Regions from separate parts of the Sus scrofa genome. Here region 2 is linked to region 1. The links are chromatin contacts, called in public Hi-C maps. All regions are on one chromosome and are shown on one strand. Each heading gives the region's core, a stretch centred on a gene start, on an enhancer-like site or on the middle of the called end of the contact. The rest is flanking DNA. Distances are from core to core; before and after follow the strand shown. Region 1 has its middle 20 kb from the start of BHLHE23. Region 2 holds the start of YTHDF1 (YTH domain-containing family protein 1).

Evidence for each region. Hi-C and Micro-C count contacts between places; a contact is called where the count stands out from the background.
Region 2: a contact with region 1 is called in a Hi-C map of mesenteric adipose tissue, with 1.9 times the contacts expected there. The contact joins the promoter of YTHDF1 here to the enhancer-like site in region 1. A contact is called at or near these places in 1 of 5 promoter capture datasets (liver), 9 of 47 Hi-C or Micro-C datasets (alveolar macrophages, embryonic fibroblasts, epiblast stem cells and 6 more) and 2 of 2 datasets of contacts at active chromatin or transcription factors (alveolar macrophages and skeletal muscle).

What each region holds. Positions count from the first base shown.
Region 1 is chr17:62,246,497-62,249,973 of Sscrofa11.1, forward strand. No RefSeq gene overlaps it. Among named protein-coding and RNA genes, the nearest start is that of BHLHE23, 20 kb to the left of the region's middle. Within about 2 kb of position 1,560, at least 44 of the 83 cell types and tissues checked have an H3K27ac peak or open chromatin away from gene starts, as enhancers often do. A contact at or near this core is called in alveolar macrophages, embryonic fibroblasts, fetal liver and 3 more, where this site is marked.
Region 2 is chr17:62,339,490-62,342,966 of Sscrofa11.1, forward strand. YTHDF1 (YTH domain-containing family protein 1) reads right to left here and starts at 1,823. Exons shown (of 5, transcript XM_021078235.1): 1 at 1,699-1,823; 2 at 1,399-1,423; 3 at 254-333. The coding sequence starts at 1,725.

The DNA.
Region 1 (3,477 bases), core at 310-2,809:
CTGTCCTCAGACCCCATGGTTTTGCAGGATCTGGAAGACCCACTTTCCGGGCCGACTGCACCTCCCCCCCTGCGGGTGGGAACAAGGATGCCCCCCCCCCAGTGGCCTGAGCACAGCTGGTCCGGTCCGAGGCCCAGGGCCCTACGGGTGCCATGCCAAGCCAGTCAGCCCTGGGTCCAGCGGCCGCACTCCTGTGCCACCTCCCGGCAAAAGGAAGGGGCTCTATTTTGTTTGGAAAAAGCTGATTATCATAGATAAATGTAGCTAATTAGTCTCATTTGCTGACACAAGCCTTTAATTGTGAGTTGAATAATTAGACATATCTGCATATGCAAATGAACACAGTGACCGTCTGTCAGTCTTCAGCGTGATTCCTCCAGAGACAAGTGATTCTATTCAGGGAGACGATGATATATTAATTTACACTGGCACACAGCTTCATTGAGAGCCAGCGACTCCCCTGTTTGTTTACATAAATCCACCTCGTGGGAGGAACCGCCTAGGGGCGCTGGCGCCTGGGGTCCCCGTGAGCCTCCCACCGGGCAGCACCCCCCATCCCTGATCGGGGGCTTCCTGGGCCCTCCTGGCTCCCAGCCCCGCTGCCCACCCCCTGCTATAGGTGACAGGGGTGCCCAAGGCCTGCCCCCTGGCCCAGGGTGTGCGGTGTGGCTCCCGGGGCTGTGAGCTGCATGCATGCTAATGGGGCTGCCTGCTCTGCGCCTAGGGTCCTGGCTCCAAACAGCCCTGCCGCCCACGGTCCCCGCCCCCACCCCGTCCAGCCTGGGCGGCTGCCTACCCCCTCCCCAGGGGTGCATGCCCAGCGGCCTCAGGAAGCTCTCGGCCCCGCCTCCGTGCCAGGCCTGCCCCCGCTCTGCTTTCGGCTGAGTCCACAGACTCTTCCGTGACCGGGCAGGGGAGCCCCGGTGACCGCCCCCAGGCGCCCTCCAACCCTCAGGAGGAGACGTGGCCTGCAGGCGTTGAGGGCCCTGGAGGAAGGAGCGGTCCCGCGGACGGAGCGCATCCCAAGAGAGCGAGATCCCGCCCTGGGCCCTGTCCGCTGCCCCCCTCCCGGGGCCTGGCCGGTCATGCAGGCTTCGCGGGAGAGGCAGAGCGTGAGGAATTTGGCTCCCGCGGAAGGAGGCCAGCGCATTCCTGGCTTTCCAGAAGGCCTCCGCCGCAGCCCCTCCACCCCCACCCTGCTGTTGCCATGGCAACCGGCTCGTGGCGCTGACTGGAGCCGACACGGTCCCAATTCGCCTGGGGTCCCCTCCCTCTCCCGCCCCCCGCCGGGAGCGTAGTGGGCCTGCGTGGCCAGCAGAGGGCAGCAGCGGGCCGGCCAGTCCGTAGGGCGGGGCGGGGCCGGGGGGCGGGGCGAGGGCGGGGCCGGGCCGGGGTGGGTTTCCGGCTGGAAGCTGTCCCTGCATTTCAGTGTCCCGAATCTTCTCCAAAGTCTAGAGGCCGGCGCCTGCGGGGAGCAGCAGGGGTGACCATCCGTCTCTACAGCCCGCGGCCCTCGGCGGACTGGGGGTTGGTCTTGGGGAAGCTGATGGGACGGGCCGCTCCCAGCCCAGCGCCTGGGGTGCTGCTTCGCCCAGAGCGCGGAGGGGACCCTCGCTGTCCCCCCACCCCCATCACGCCCGGGTTCCCTCACTCATTCAGTGAGGGGCAGGAACAAGGCGTCTTCTCTCCGTCTCGACGGGCAGCGGCGTCGGGCCCACCCGTCTGAGCTCGGGCCGGGGCCCTGCTGGCGGGTCAAGGGTCTCACGTTCTCCAGGTGGGGGCGCTTGGCCGAACTTCCTGCCTTTTCATTTTCCAAGTTTCCCTCCTCCCTTGCAGTTAGTCTGACATCTTCACCCCAGCGAGACAGAATATTCCTGTGAGCTTTCTAATGCAAGGAATTTATCTGGAGGAGAACGAAAGATGCCCGCAGGCGGGAAGGCGCCTCTCTCACAGGGAGCTGCTCTGGAGGCCCCCCGCCGCTCGCCCTGGGGAGGGAGGTTGAGCAAAATTTGCTAAGCTCTGTGAGCCCACAAGGCCCTGGGCTGGGGGACAATGGGTTAACTGCTTTCCCTGGGGGCCGTGGCTCGGAGGCCCCAGCCCGGCTGTGGGACCTGGGGGCCAGAGGATACAGTTTTGGAAAGAGGGGTCTCTGCCAGAGGGGAAAAGGGTCTGCGCCCCAAAGGGGGGCTGCCGGCCAGCCGCCACCTGCCCGAGGGCTGTGTATTCAAAAGCCACGCGTGCGCGTGTGTGGGAGGCTGTGTGCACATGCTCGCATGTACGGATGCACATGTGCACGTTAGTGTTTTGTGCTGTGTGTTTGTGGTCTCTCCGTGTGCACATGTCGGTGAGTGTACTCGTGTGTGCGTGTGTGCACATCGCCATGTGTGTGCACACGTGGGATGAGTGTATAGGAGTGTGGTGCTCGTGTGTGAGGGTGGCCCGGGCCTGGCACCACCTCCCTCGGAGCCCACAGCCACGTCCTCAGCGTGGGCCCAGCCCGGCTGGCCAACGGCGCCTCTGGGTTGTTTGATGGCAGATGGTGCCGGGACCCGGCTCCCTCTGCGTCAGAGCAGCAAGCGTGGTTTGGTCCCGGGCAGCGCTGGGCACCCACACGGGGGTCCGGTGTGCCGCGGGGGCTTCCGATCTTGAGAAGATTCTGCTTTGCGGTTGGGGGCTTCGGCTTCACGGCTTACACGCCAGGCGACTCTGCTTCTGAGACGGGAACATGCTGGCCAGCCCTGCAGAGTGGAGGGGACAGCGGGTGAGGGCAGGGCTGGAGGTCACTGTGGCCCCACTCTGGACAGGAAGCTTCTGGAAGCTGCTTTCAGGGGCGATGCCAGCCCAGCCCCAGCGCAGACCGCTCCCTTTGGGGACTGTTTACTTTCAGCTGCTGTGTTGGCTTAAATTCACAGCAGCTTCCTGCAGAAACGGACAGAAATCCTGGGCAGGCCCCCACTTTCCTGGTACAGAAACGTTCCTGCTGCATTTTCCGTGTGGATTTCCTGCTGCGGGGGGCGGGGGGAGGGAGGTCACACCACCCACAGGCTGTGTGTCTTGTCAGAACTGGCTCACGTATGCCCTCAGCTCCCATTTTGGTTTTGCTAACAGTGATTATGAGAAACTTTTTTTTGGGCCATGCCCACAGCATGCCAAAGTTCCCAAGTTAGGGATCAAAGCCGCGCCACAGCTGTAACCAGGGCCATGGCGGTGACAATGTCAGGTCCTTAACCCACTGCGCCACCAGGGAGCTCAGAGAAAAGATTTTTGAATACTTACTTTCGTGCTGTTTCCCCAAACATGGGGCGGCCTCACTGTGGAGCCTGAAGCATCTCCCCATCAGGGGCTGAACAGAACGCTTCTGGGTTTTGACAGACTTGTTTTTTAAAAACGGCCCCCAGAGCCTGTTCTCTGTGTCAGGTGTTTGTGGTGACTCCTCGGTGAAACTGGACCACATATCTGATGGACGGTCGCAAGGAG
Region 2 (3,477 bases), core at 573-3,072, 93 kb after region 1:
CGAGGAAGTGCCATCAAGTCAGCGGGCAAGTTAAGATCCCAAGGCTGGAGCCTGGCTCCAGAGTCCTGCTCTTAGCGGCTCTCCAAGGCCACAACTGCCATGATGCAGAGCTCGAAAAAGGCCACTCTTTCCAGTGCCTCACAGTCTGCTCCTTTGCTGTTTAAGACGGAGAAGTGAGAGACACGGCAGTAACGGGGGAGTGCGCAGCACAATCAAATCTAACGTAAAATAAGTTCAAAGCAGATACGCTCACCTGGTTTGACTGTCCAGAAAGGTAGGGCTCAAAGTCACTGTCATGAACGCTATCCTTCTGATGCAAAGAACCATTTTGTACTGGAATGAGAAGGGGCAAGACATTACCTTTGAGTTTTTAAAACACTGCTCTTAATCGTGGAAAGTAAAGGTAGTAACGCTTACGTCCACCCCCCTCTACAGGAACTGCTTTTACTCAAAAAGGGCCACAGTCATCCCAGAGCTAATCAGAACGGTGACACTAAACTTTCAACAACTCAGCTTACGTTTTTGGTAAAAATTAATTGTAGTTTGGTATATGGTGACAAAACAGAGGTACAGACAAAACAATGCAAGCAACTGGTAGCTGGGTTTTGGTGAGGAGGAGGTGGTCTGAGGCTGCTGTGTGCCGGACAGAGACGGTGCTTCCGAAAGCCCGACTGCACACGCAGAGCACAGGAAACAGCGCAGTGGAGCCGGGAAGCGTGTAGCTGCAGTGTTTCTGAACTACCACCTGGCCGTGCTTATTTGCCACTGTCACAACGCTCAGCCAGGAAAGGAAGGGAGAAGGACACAGGGGCTGGGCCTCGTCCAATCTGAAAACACGAGGGACCGGATCTGGTTCTGCTCACGCAGCACACACACCAACTGCAGTCTTCTGAGGAAAGACCCAGCGGCACCATGGGAGGGAGGGAGCTCCGGGAGTGCGTTTTGGGGGTCTGGCCCCAGCCAGGACATCCCAAGAGATTGTAAAGACTTAGGAAGCGGGCGGGTTTCACAGGGTGAGGCCACCAGCTCACCCGGGTAAGGCCAGACCAGGTAGGGCCAAGGTCTGGCGGTCACCCCGGAGCCAGCCCCACACCTGGAGCTGCAGACAGACAGGCAAGTGGCGGCTCCCTGGGCTCCTTCCCCACCTAATCAACCCGCTGGCCGTGGGGGAGAAGGATGGAAGTGCTCAAAGCACCTATTTTCCTACTGCTTGAAAAGCCCCTGCTTTAGACCTGTTACCACTCCCCAACAACTGGGAAGTTTCACCTCCCCTAAGCTAAGGGAGAGAAACCGCGATTCCGGGCGCCCCTGCCCACACCTGTTTTTCCCCCACGTGTGCGCCCGGCCCTCGGCGAGCTCCGCTCCAAAGCCTGCGCGGACCGTCCCGACCGCACTCACCTTTAGTATCCTGTCCTTTCGTTCTCTGCTTCGCCACAGGCCCGGACGGTGGGAGCGGACAGAACCCGAGGAAGGGAAATACAAAGTTATTCGCAAGAACCCTTCCAGGCGGGCGGCGCGCTCTGGCCTGAACGGCCCACGGTCCCAGGCGACGCCCACCCGGCTCCCGGCTCCGAGCCCCCCGCCCTGCGACCCGTGCCTCTGGCCCTGGGCCCCGCGACCCCGGCCCGGCCCCGTGACCCCGACTCCTGTCCCCGCGAGCCCAAGCCCCCGGCCCTGCGACCCCGGTCCCGCTGCTACCTGGGGGTCCACGCTGGTGGCCGACATGCTTCATGAACAGCCGGCGCGGCGCGGGGCCGGGGCACCCGCCGGCTCGGGCCTCCCCGCGAGGCCGGGCCTGTCACCCGCGCTCTCGCGGCCCCGCGCCCGCCGCCTCCTTCCCGGGCGCTGGTCGGCCGGGCGGCGGCGGCGGCGGCTGCTGGGCGCGCGGGCCGCTTGCGGACCGGCGCAGCCTGGCGACCAGGACGGGACGCACTGACGAGGAGCGGATTCCAATGGCGGCTGCAGCGGCGGCGGCGGCGGCGGCAGCGACGGCAGCGACGGCGGCGGCGGCTGCGGCGGCAGCGGCCGGGACGAGGCTGAGCGACGTAAGCGCGCGCGGGGCAGGCCGGGAGGCCGACGGGCCGCCACGCGCCGCGCCTGCGCGCCGCCACCCTGCGGGACGGATCTCGCGCCTGGGTCCCAGTCTCGCGCGGCGGGGCAGGGCGAGCCCGGGAAGTCACGTGGGCGGGTCCAGAGGCTCACGGGGGGCGGGGGAGCAGCGCGGCAGGTGTGCACCTGTTGGGTCTCAGGGCCGCAGCCATCGCGAAGGCGGTGATGCTGCGGCAGCAGGGCGGCGCGTGCCAGCGCGGGGTGGCGCAGCCCGATGGCACCCCCTCGCTGGTGCCCGAGAGGTGAAGAAGCGCGGCCAGTGACCGCAGCCGCTCACTTATTGATTGCCAGTTACAGCAGGCTGCAGTCCACTGTAGCCCGCAGCTCGCCCCAGACGCCCGCCGGCATCCTCAGAGGGACACCCAGGCTCTGAGCTTTGCGGTCCTGGACTTCTGCAGCCTCTGTCCCCGTGGAGCCCTGGGCTCTGGCCTCACTGAGGGCGCTGCTTTGTGAGCGCTCTCTTGGGTCTCCAAGGGGCTCCCCAGTTTATAACCAATTTGCACGTTAGAGCCTCAACCCAGATTTCACCACAGGGAAGAAAAGAGCTCAGCCCTGCACCGGGCCCTGGTCCAGGAGCCTTTTGGTCTCTGTTCAGGGATGGACAGCCCCTCCTTGGCTCCACCTTCCTGAAGGGTGGCCGGTTCTCGCTCCCCACTCCCATGCCACCCCACACAAGGTCCCCAGCCTGGATGCCCCTTGGGGCTCCCCGGCATGGCTCCTTTCCCAGCTCTCCCAGGTACACCATCTTCTCAAGGCCCAGATCTCATGTTGTCCTCGTCCTGCTGAGGCTCAGAGGCCTGGAATGCTGGCTCGCTCAGCTTCTGGTAGCCCGAGGTGTCCCTGGCTCTCTGCCTCCGTCATCACACAGCCTTCTCCCTGTGTCATGTCTCTAAATCACCCTCCTCTTCTAGGAGGCGCTCTGATCCACTGTGACCTCATCTTACCTCCATTCTATCTGCAGGGATGCTGTTTTCAAATGAGGGCCCACTCTCAGATACCAGAGAGACAGGAATCTTTTCCAGGGGGCCACCGTTCAGCCAGCACAGGGATCACAAGTGATGTCAAGTAAAAAATCTGGAGCCACGCTCCAGGGCCGGAGGTGTGGAAGTTCAGATTCACAAACGAGAGGCCTGAGGAGGTGCGGTGCCACCGGCCAGGGTGCGGCAGGCAGGACCCGATAGCTACAACCTGGGCCCACCCCAGGCTGCCTCCCCGCCAGCTGGGAAATCTGGCAGTGTATTCCTCACGGATCTCAGCGAGGGGAGAGGGTGAGGGCCACCCAGAGCAGGGAACGTGAAGATCCCCAAAGGCTCTATGTAGGGACCGTGGTGGCCCAGCACAGGGGGCTGAGGCCCCCAGACCAGTGCC